Linked DNA regions of Sus scrofa: region 2 is linked to region 1. A link is a contact called in public Hi-C data. All regions are on one chromosome and are shown on one strand. Each heading gives the region's core, a stretch centred on a gene start, on an enhancer-like site or on the middle of the called end of the contact. The rest is flanking DNA. Distances are from core to core; before and after follow the strand shown. Region 1 holds the start of GDF11 (growth differentiation factor 11). Region 2 holds the start of DGKA (diacylglycerol kinase alpha).

Region 1 (5,110 bases), core at 482-2,981:
GCCGCAAGTAGCCAAAAAAGAGAAAGAAAGAAAGAAAGAAAGAAAGAAAGAAAGAAAGAAAGAAAGAAAGAAAGAAAGAAAGAAAGAAAGAAAGAAAGAAAGAAAGAAAGAAAGAAAGAAAGAAAGAAAGAAAGAAAGAAAGAAAGGAGGAAATCAGCCCAGAGAAACTGAAATCTGGGAAGAGGTATCCAAAACCAGAAGTTAAGCACTTCAGGAGCGTTTTAGTGCTGTGGCCCCCTTCTGCTCGGCTGTACCCAGTGTTACATCTGAAGGCTAGAGCTAGCGCACATCTGGGTTTCTCCCCTTGCAATTTGCTATTTCCAACTAAAGCGTCTGAAGGCAGCCCTCTGTCTCATCCTCACCCCTACAACTACAAGCCCCTTCTCAGTCTTCTAAGACCCTGCGAATCCAAAGTACAGCTATGAATCCAGAGGTCCAGATTCCTCTGCAAGCACAATGGTCTCCAGCAGCCCTACTTCCTCCGGCTGTTTCCCCAGTGCTCCCAGATTCGTGCCTTTTCCAGCCTTCTGACTCCCTTATTCCCTTTCAAGCCTCAATTTCAAGTTCACACTCTTCCCAGTGCTGAGTCTTGCTCTTGGGCTCCCCACCACCTCTCCACCTTCTCAGACTGACCCCTGGCCTCTTCTCCTTGTCTCTCTTGCTAGCCCACGTGTCCAATCCATCCATCTCATGCTTCCCGATGCCCCTGCTGAGCCTGATGCTGCCCCTCCATCTTCCAGACCCCTTCATCTTCCTTGGGCTGCTTCTGGTAGCTGGGGCTCCTTTGGGCTCAAATTCTCCACCTCCTCCCCCTCTTGGGTTCTCACTGTTCCCACCAAGGCTGACTCTCATCACTGAGCTGCCTCTCCTTCCTTCAGGAGTCTCCATCTGCCTATGTCGGCCTGAACCTGATCCTGGGTCTGCCCCTGGGGCTCCCTTGGTACCTCCCAGGCTCTGTTGGAACATTTCTCTCCTCTCTCATCCCCCGGGTTCTGGGCTCAGTTCTTCAGCCCCTCTTCCCAACTCCATGTACCCCTGACCTCCTGTGGTCTGGATCTGCAGACCTCTAGCTCTCCAGCTGTCTAGCTATCACTCTCTCCTCCCTCTGCTCTCCGACTCCCCTCTCTCCTTCACTAGTGATGCCATCACTTTCCTCCTCTATCTCTGTCTCTCTGCTTAAGTCTCTTCTGTCTGTGTCTCCCCCCCAACTCTTATCCTCCCCTTTGTTTCTCTCTCTCTCCTCTTCCTCCCCCTCTTTCTATTTCTGCGCCTCTCCTCTGTGTCTTCCCCCTTTATCTCTGTCTCCGATTCTGACTTTCTCCATCTCTCCCTTCCTCTTCCCCACCCCTATATCTCTGTCTCTCCATCTCTCTGGGCCCTTGCTCCCTCCCTCTCTCTCTTTTCCTCGGCTCTCTCCGGCTCCCTCTCTCGCCTCGGATGACAGCGCTGCCTCTTTTGTTGGCTCCGCAGCCAATCGCGGCCGCTGACGACACGGGGGCCGGGGCTATAAAGGGCCTGGCCCGGGCTCGGGCCCCCCCAGCCGCCCGCCCCGGCCGCCCGCCCGCCCCGCCCGCGCGCCCGCCGCCCCCGGCCCCCCGGCCCCCCTCGGCCGGGCAGCCCCCAATCCCGCGCCGCCCGGACCCCCTCCTCCTCCCTCCCTCCTCCCTCCGCCCCCTCCCCTCGGGACTCCGGCGTCCCCGCCCCCCAGTCCTCCCTCCCCTCCCCTCCAGCATGGTGCTCGCGGCCCCGCTGCTGCTGGGCTTCCTGCTCCTCGCCCTGGAGCTGCGGCCCCGGGGGGAGGCGGCCGAGGGCCCCGCGGCGGCGGCGGCGGCGGCGGCGGCGGCGGGGGCCGGGGGGGAGCGCTCGAGCCGGCCGGCCGCGTCCGTGGCGCCCGAGCCCGACGGCTGCCCCGTGTGCTTGTGGCGGCAGCATAGCCGTGAGCTGCGCCTGGAGAGCATCAAGTCGCAGATCTTGAGCAAACTGCGGCTCAAGGAGGCGCCCAACATCAGCCGCGAGGTGGTGAAGCAGCTGCTTCCCAAGGCGCCTCCGCTGCAGCAGATCCTGGACCTGCACGACTTCCAGGGCGACGCGCTGCAGCCCGAGGACTTCCTGGAGGAGGACGAGTACCACGCCACCACCGAGACTGTCATTAGCATGGCCCAGGAGAGTAAGTGGACCGCGGGGCAAGAGCGGTGGGGTGCTGGCTCCCGCTCCCGCTCCGGGAAAGTGAGCGCCTGCCGCTCGAAGCGGGGCGTTCCGGGTTACTCCGGCCGGAAAGCCTTTTCTGAGAAAACTTGACGGATTGGGGGCCGGGGGGCTGTTCCACAAGTTTTTCGAGCTGTAGAGATGGGCTGCGGAGTTCTGTGCACTTTTGGTCCCCGGAGGTGAGGGGGCAAAAGGAAAGCGTTGCGAGATAGCACCTCCGAGCCGGGATGTGCGAAAAAGATCCCGGCTTGGGGGGATACTGGGAAAGCCGGGGTCCGCCTGTAGGGGAAGGGGCAGAAACTCGATGCCGAAAGGCCGTGGTAGAGAGGCTGAAAAATAGAATCGGAGGCTTCGGGACCCAGGCAGTCCCAGCCAGGCTGCGGTGCTCTCCGCCTCCCAGTGGCACCAACTCTCCACCTCTACCACCTTGGGCTTTGCAACGCGCCCCCCGGGCTGCGAAGAACCGAGAGCTCCTCTCCTAATCCTAGGAAAGAGATACCAGAGCCCTGTATCTCTCCCGGCAGCCCTGGCACCCATTCCACCTGGGACCCTTCGGTCTCTCAAGGGGCGGGTGAAAGCTGTGCCTTCTCGGTACTGACCGAGCTCAGAGAACTCAACTTCATTGCACTGGGGCTAAGGGCACCCGTTGGGCAGCTCAGACCTCTATGTTGGTTGTATTCCATATTCACTTGCCCCAACCCTCAATGAGACTTGAGGAGAGGGAGAAAGACCTAGCAAGAAAAAGAAAGAAATAGATGGGAGGGAGGGGGGAACCCAGGAGTCCTAGCCCCTGGCCAAACGGAAGATGAACATGTTAATAGACTTGAGCTGCTTTGAAATTTTATGGCCTGGAAAATCCAGGCCAACACTGCCCCCCCCCAACTCCTAGCTCTCCCTAAGATCAGATGACTCCCTTTTCCCCTCCCCCACTGAAGTCTTCCCCCCACCACCTCCAACAACCAGGGAACCAGGCCCTCTCTTATTCCCCAGTGGTTTGGCAAAGCCAAACCCCCCCACCCCAACTGTTTGGTTTTATGGCTCTGAAGAGAAGAGGGGGAGACTGGTTTATTGGCAGATGGGTCATAAAAACCCGGGGATGAGGGGAGTCCTAGTGGCCCACCCCCAAGGGAGAGGCTTGGGAACCCAGGTGTGCATGTGGGGGGCTGAGTGCCTCACACTGCCACCAATTTTTCTGCGATCCTAACTCCACAGTACTTGGTCAGGGCTGCAAAGAATAGAACACCAAAGGACTAGGAAATTAACCTGGGGTGGGGGGTGGGAAGGCCTGGGATCTGGTGGTGAGTTCCCCAGTCTCCTTTTGCTTCTTGAGGCTTCTGCCTCATAGAAGCTAGGGTTAGTCTGAGATTGACTGAGGGCAGGGGTCGGAGGTGGGGATTCTAACAAACTTAGAAACCAGAGAGTGGTAGAGGAATTCTGAAGAAGAGTTTGCTGGAAGAAGATGAAGGGTACAGAAGGAAAGGATACTCTGGTCTATGTGGTATATATATAGTGTGTGAGAATTTCCAGAATGAGTGATGGAGCTGTGGACTTTCCCTGCCCATTCTATCCTTAGCATCCCTTAACCAGTTGGCCTGAGCCTGGAATTAGCCCTGGTAATGGGGATGCAGGAAGTAAACAGATGCTGCATGCACAGTTTGGGGACTGCAAGTTACACTAGGGTTGGGGAGGAGGGGGAAGGATCAGCAGGTGGGGTTCTACCCCAGCGTCTACCCTCCTGCTGCCCCAGGACTTAGATAACTAGGGAACTGGGTCTCCAGCCAGGTATTGTACGTCCCCTTTAAGAGCCAAGCTGAGCTCTTAAGAGAGGGAGGGGGAGCCAGGGGAGGGGAGGGAGAGAGGGGAAAAGGAAAAAGAGACTTTTATAGTCTAATCCCCAGGGACCCGCTTTAATAAGAGACTTGTGCTCTGCTAATCGGGGGAGGTGTTTGTCAGCAGAGATGGCCTCCGCTCCCCTCCCCCTTCCTCCCCTCCCCCAGCCCTCAACCCTGGACCCCAGCCCCCACCTCTCCTAGGCTGCTGTGCCTGCCCTAGTTCTCTCCACCCTCTCAGGCTCTCCCACCCCAGCCTTCTTCCTGGGAACCCAACCCCCTTGCCCTTCTGGGAGCCAAGCCCAGCCCCTCAGTTTCTCTCTCCTCCCTACACCAAGAGGCCCCTGCCCTCTCAGCCCAACCTCCTGCCCCTAGGCCTTCCAGCCTGGGTAAGGAAAGTGTGTTTGATGTTTGGGGGTGGGGGGGGTGGGGGGAGGAGGAGGTGGTAAGCAGGGAGGGGGTTGGGCTTTTGCTGAAAATAGTGCAATGACCTCTCTCCAGACCAGAGCCGCCTACTAAACCTGACCTGCTGCCTGCCACCAACCCGATCAATCCAACACAGATGTGGCTCTTTCCCCTCCCCTTGGGAGCTGGGCCTATGTGTGTGTTGGGGACTCTCTCAAGCCCCTTGTTTCCCTTGTGGCTCTACCTGCTTCTCCTTTGTTCCTCGCTCTGTATCCTTCTATCCTTTCTCTTTATCCCAATAGGCTTAGCTACCTCACTCCTTTCAGTTTCTTGACCCACCACTCACTCCTTTTGCACCCCTCCTCCTCTCCTAATGTTCTCCAGCTCCCAAACTTATTTCTTCTCCCCCTACTATATTTTCCCCTCTCTGCCTTCTCTCCTCCATTTCTCTTCTAACCTGACTTCATCTCTAACAGCCTCTTCTCTATTCTTTTTTTTTTCTTTTTTCTTTTTAGAGCTGCACCTGCAGCATATGGAAGTTCCCAGGCTAGGGGTTGAATTGGAGCTGCAGCTGCTGGCTTACACCACAGCCACAGCAATGCCAGATCTGAGCCACGTCTGTGACCTACACCACAGCTCATGGCAACGCTGGATCCTTAACCCACTGAGCA
Region 2 (4,591 bases), core at 484-2,983, 140 kb after region 1:
GGAGCGGCCCAAGAAATAGCAACAACAACAAAAGACAAAAAAAAAAAAAAAAAAAAAGATCTCAAAAAGACTCATTTAAAAACTGACTTGCATTCAATACAAAGTCATTGCAAGTGTTCTAACACTGCCATCTTTAACCCCTGCTCTTTCAACAAATGTGCTTCATCCCTGCTGGGTTTAGTATCCTGTCCGTAGCCCTGTTACTAATGATTAAAGGTAGGAGTAAGATGAAGCTTGTAAAAACTAGTGGGATGCATTGGTCCTTACTGTACTGAGAAGTTCTGGTACTAGTACTAGTGGGCTAATCTATGGACCTTTCTGCAAGAAGCAGTCCTAAAGTGGCTCCTGTTGACCACCCAATCCTAGGCCCCCTATATGCCCTCAGTCATCCTGCCTCAGTTCTGGGGTTGACAGGAAATGAAACTCAGTTGTCTGCCTAGTAGACCTGCCTGGGACCCAACCCTGAACTCCGGATGTGCCCCCCCACACACACCACCCTGAGGAGGAAGAGGGGAACGAAGAGGCTGGGGAGAACAAGGCTGTTGTTTTTTCCTTTCCCTTTGTTCATTGTGGTTTCTTTCTTTCTGATTTTTATGATGTGGTTGATTAAAGAAATGAGCACCTGGAACTGTAGGCATTAGACGCCTCCTCCTTAGATGTTTCTTGGCCTTTCTTCCTCCCACCCCAACCAATAACTGACTGGGGTATGATGGAGCCCAGACCCTAAAGAAGACACATGTCTAGAGTATGACTGATTCCAACTTATTCCATACTAAATCACCTCATGACCCACTTTGAAGTCTAAAAAAATATCTTAAAAGGAGCATCCTTAACTTCATGTAGGCACACAGCTGAGAATGATGGAGTAAGAAACACAAGTCATACATAGGGTGATAGCACTGCAAGTGTTATCTGCAAGGAAAGCTGAGTACCTTAAGGCTTAGTATCATTCCAGGATTTCTATGTGAGGGGCTCAGCGGCAGAAAACTGATTGGAAGAGGGGCTAGGGGATCTGTTCTTACTTCTACTGAATGTTTGTTTAGGATGGATTACAGTGGGAAGGCCTTACACGCACAGCCACACACAGCAAGCCACTCTTTGGTGCGGTCCCTAAGCTGGGCTATGTCTTTGGATGTCCTGCAGAACTAAGTACAGACCTGGTGCATAATAAGCCTTCAAAAGTACTTATGATTCTATGACTAAGGAGGTCATATAAGAAGGGGAGAGGAAGGATGGGGAGTGGCAGGATCCTGGTCCTTTTTAGAGGGAATGTCCTTGTCTTTTTAAGATTAGAGGGAAGACAGGAGCAGAGGCCCTCTCTAACCCCTGCTTCAGACTCCAGTTCAGATGCAACAACAATACTTCCAAACCCTATTACTCAGCAGCTGTATTTCTGATAAAAATGGAGGATTCTCTTCCAACAAGTCTATCTTGAAACAGTCAAGAACTGCTTAGATCCCTCTGTTTCCACTAGAGGGCCTCCTGTATTCATTCCTTCTCTCCATCCCCCACCAAAAGTATGTATATATTATATGTGTGTTTGTATGTGTGTACATACACAACAGGCAACAGGCACACACACCCTTCCAATCAGAGCTCTCCCCTCCCCCTCTCTTCCACTAACAGGAGTAAGAGGGAAGATTCCAGGAGCTCAAGCTTTTGTTACTTATGTTACTTCATTGAAGGGTAGGAGGGGGTTAGACAAGGTTGGGGCGGGGCCAGGGAACAGGATGCCTAGGTCCTCAGTTCCTACCAGTAAGTCCCTAGGCCTCTGTCTGTCTCCCTTGCTCTACCAGCCTTACCAGTATCCATGCTGTTCCAAGTGCTTTAACTCCAGAATAGATACCAGACGGGAGGAGCCGAAAGGATCTCTTCACCCAGACTTCTGGCCAGGGCTTTCTACACCACCTGCCAAGACTAGCAGGTAAAGTGGGTTGCCTGGAGGGTTGGGGCACTGGAGAAAGGGTTGACACAGACCAGCATGCTTTTAGCATTCTCGACCCCAGAATTAAGGGAAGAATCTGAGCCTTGAGAGAAGGAGGTGTCCTTGGCTTGGAAAACAAATATGACACATCTGAAGTTTGGGTTTAACGGAGGTGAGGAACCTGGAGGCAAAGGTGGGCAGATTCTCTCAAGTCGTGTCAAGCTCTGTGGAGCCCATGGTGGCAGGGAGGTGTTTGGTCTTAGAATGTGCGGTCTGGAACTCTGGCCTTGCTGCTGCCCAATCTCCTGAGTATGAATTCAATCCATAGTGGATGCAGAGGAAGTCCCCTGATGGCAGCAGTTAGGAAGGAGAAGGTGAGTCGTTGGGTGGGTGGGCAACTGCCAAGGTGTGTCATCAGCTGGCCCGCCCCCTATCTTGGCCTCCCAGGTTTGGGATGCGGGGAGAGGCTATGAATGACTGGGGGGGGGAAGGGGATCGGAAAGATACAAACAGAGCTGCTACGGGGGCGGGAAGCTGAGTAGCGCAGGAATGTGGAGAAAGTGGCACAGACCAGAGCCCTGGAGATATTCGGGGAAGGGGGAATCGGGTCTAGTGAAATAGAAGTTCACGGAGTTGGGGGCGCCCGGCACCGGCGCGGGCGGGCGGGCGGGCCGGCCGGGATGGGGGGCGGGCGGCTGTGTCGTCAGGAGCGGGGCGGCCCCGCGGCGGCCGCGTCTGCCTGGCCCGTCCCCTCCAGCCCAGCTCGGGCTCCAGCTCCCGCGCCGGCGCTCCAGCTCCGACCGCGCGCCCTCCGCAGGCAAGGTAGAGACCCCCGCGAGCCCCCCGCTGCCTCCCGCCCTTCCGCACCGGAGCAGGCGCGGGCAGGGGCCGCGGGAGGGGACGCCCCACGGGTTGGGGTAGGGCTGCTGGGCCGAGAAGGAGGAAGCGTGACAGCTGGAGTAGGTAGCTAGAAGGGTTTGCGCCAGGAGCGGGGGGCAGCGGGAGGGCTGGCCCAGAACCCGGTAGGCAGCTTTCCCCCGCCCCAGACCTTCCCCTCCATCTCTCCCAGTCGAACGGACGGATGCTGAAGCTGTCTCCTAGGGACCCGAGTCGGAGGAAAGTCAGTTCTGGAACCTCCGCAGCGCTGCACGGGTGAAGAAGGGCTCTTGTTTGGCCTCCTGGTCCCCAACTTCCCACCCCTCTCCTTTCCACACCTGTCACGGGGAAGTTTCTGAAACTACCTGGGTCTCAATCCCACTTTTCACCTTTAAATGGAGGAAATGAGATTTACTGAGGAAGAAATGCAAATATTGCTGGGCATCTCCTCAACCTCATAACGTTCAAGCCCACATCCCCCAACCATGCCAACATCGTAACTTCCTCCTGTACTGCACAATGACACCCCTACACACACACACAAACACCACCACCTTTATCAGGCAACACTACCATCTGTGATGCTTGTGGAGGCTTAACAGATTTTAAGGCTTCAAGCCAAATGATTCCTTCTCAGGGGCCAACGACTAGTAGCAGGGATGGGCAGGAAAAAAAAAGACCCTCCCCCAATCCTCAGGAAGAGGAGGATTGCAAACCCTGGGGTAGTTAAGGGATTCAGAAGTCCAGGTAATCAGGCCTGGACCCCCAAAGGGGAGGCCCTGCCCCTTGGGGTTCCTCGCTGGGTCAGCCTGAGTGTCTAGGGGTATAGCTGATTCTTTGAGTAATGTTAAACCTACATGACTGGGAATGTGAGCAACGAATCTTGAAGTGAAAGAAGAAACTTTAAATGTTAGCACTGGCTGTGGAAATCATATTTATCTCTTGGTTACCAGCAATTTTAGCATTTAATGTTTAAAATAAGATCTAGAAGACCAGAGGCACTGAGATATAATGGATTGGACTAAGGACAGAATGTCTAGAGTTTGGGTGTAACCCTGAGAAAGAGGCTGTCTCTCTGGGCCTCAGTTTCCTCCTCTGCTAAAATAAGAGAGTTGGCGCCTCCCATCTCTGAGGATGTTCTAGGATTCTCTGCCTCCAAGTCAGCTTCTTACTGTCTCATCCCAAGTTGGTAGGGTCGGGCAGGGAGAGGAGGGAAGGGTGAGTCACAAATAGCTGGCGGGCGGGCAACAGACCCCACCCTCCCAGACCTAGCATTGCCTGGACTAGTCCAGGTTATCGCTACAGGGCTGGGATGGAGCAGGACAAAATTGGACTTGTTCCAGGTTTTTAAGGCCCTGGACTACTAAAAGAACCCCCAGGAGCCTTATTATATCCAAAGTCCCAGCCCAGGGATGTCCTTGGACCCTGACAGTCTAGTTTCTGTAGCCGCCTTCTTACCCTCCTAGAGGCAAAGTACAGGATCCTGATATTACATGTCTTCGCCTGAGATATGACACAACGGGGGAGGCATGCAACTGGGCTTCACTGCTGCTGGGGGTCTCTAGAATTTATGCCTTCCTGGTCAAAGGCACCATTTTTCCTGGTCTCCAGATGTGTTTCTCTGGGTATCACCCTTGTATAATAATAATAATAATGATAATATTAATAAGCTAATGTTTATAACTTTCTCTGTGCCATACAGTTTGCTAAGTATATTGCATCTATTACCTTTTTTAATCCCCACATTGTGTCTGATTTCTCCAGTACCCATTTTACCGATGAGGAAACAGG

What was found. Hi-C and Micro-C count contacts between places; a contact is called where the count stands out from the background.
Region 2: a contact with region 1 is called in a Hi-C map of skeletal muscle, with 4 times the contacts expected there. The contact joins the promoter of DGKA here to the promoter of GDF11 in region 1. A contact is called at or near these places in 3 of 5 promoter capture datasets (fetal liver, fetal skeletal muscle and liver), 24 of 47 Hi-C or Micro-C datasets (adipose tissue, alveolar macrophages, blood and 14 more) and 2 of 2 datasets of contacts at active chromatin or transcription factors (alveolar macrophages and skeletal muscle).

What each region holds. Positions count from the first base shown.
Region 1 is chr5:21,189,657-21,194,766 of Sscrofa11.1, forward strand. GDF11 (growth differentiation factor 11) reads left to right here and starts at 1,732. Exons shown (of 3, transcript NM_001244310.1): 1 at 1,732-2,167. The coding sequence starts at 1,732.
Region 2 is chr5:21,329,917-21,334,507 of Sscrofa11.1, forward strand. It overlaps DGKA (diacylglycerol kinase alpha), which reads left to right and starts at 1,734. Exons shown (of 24, transcript NM_214032.2): 1 at 1,734-1,924.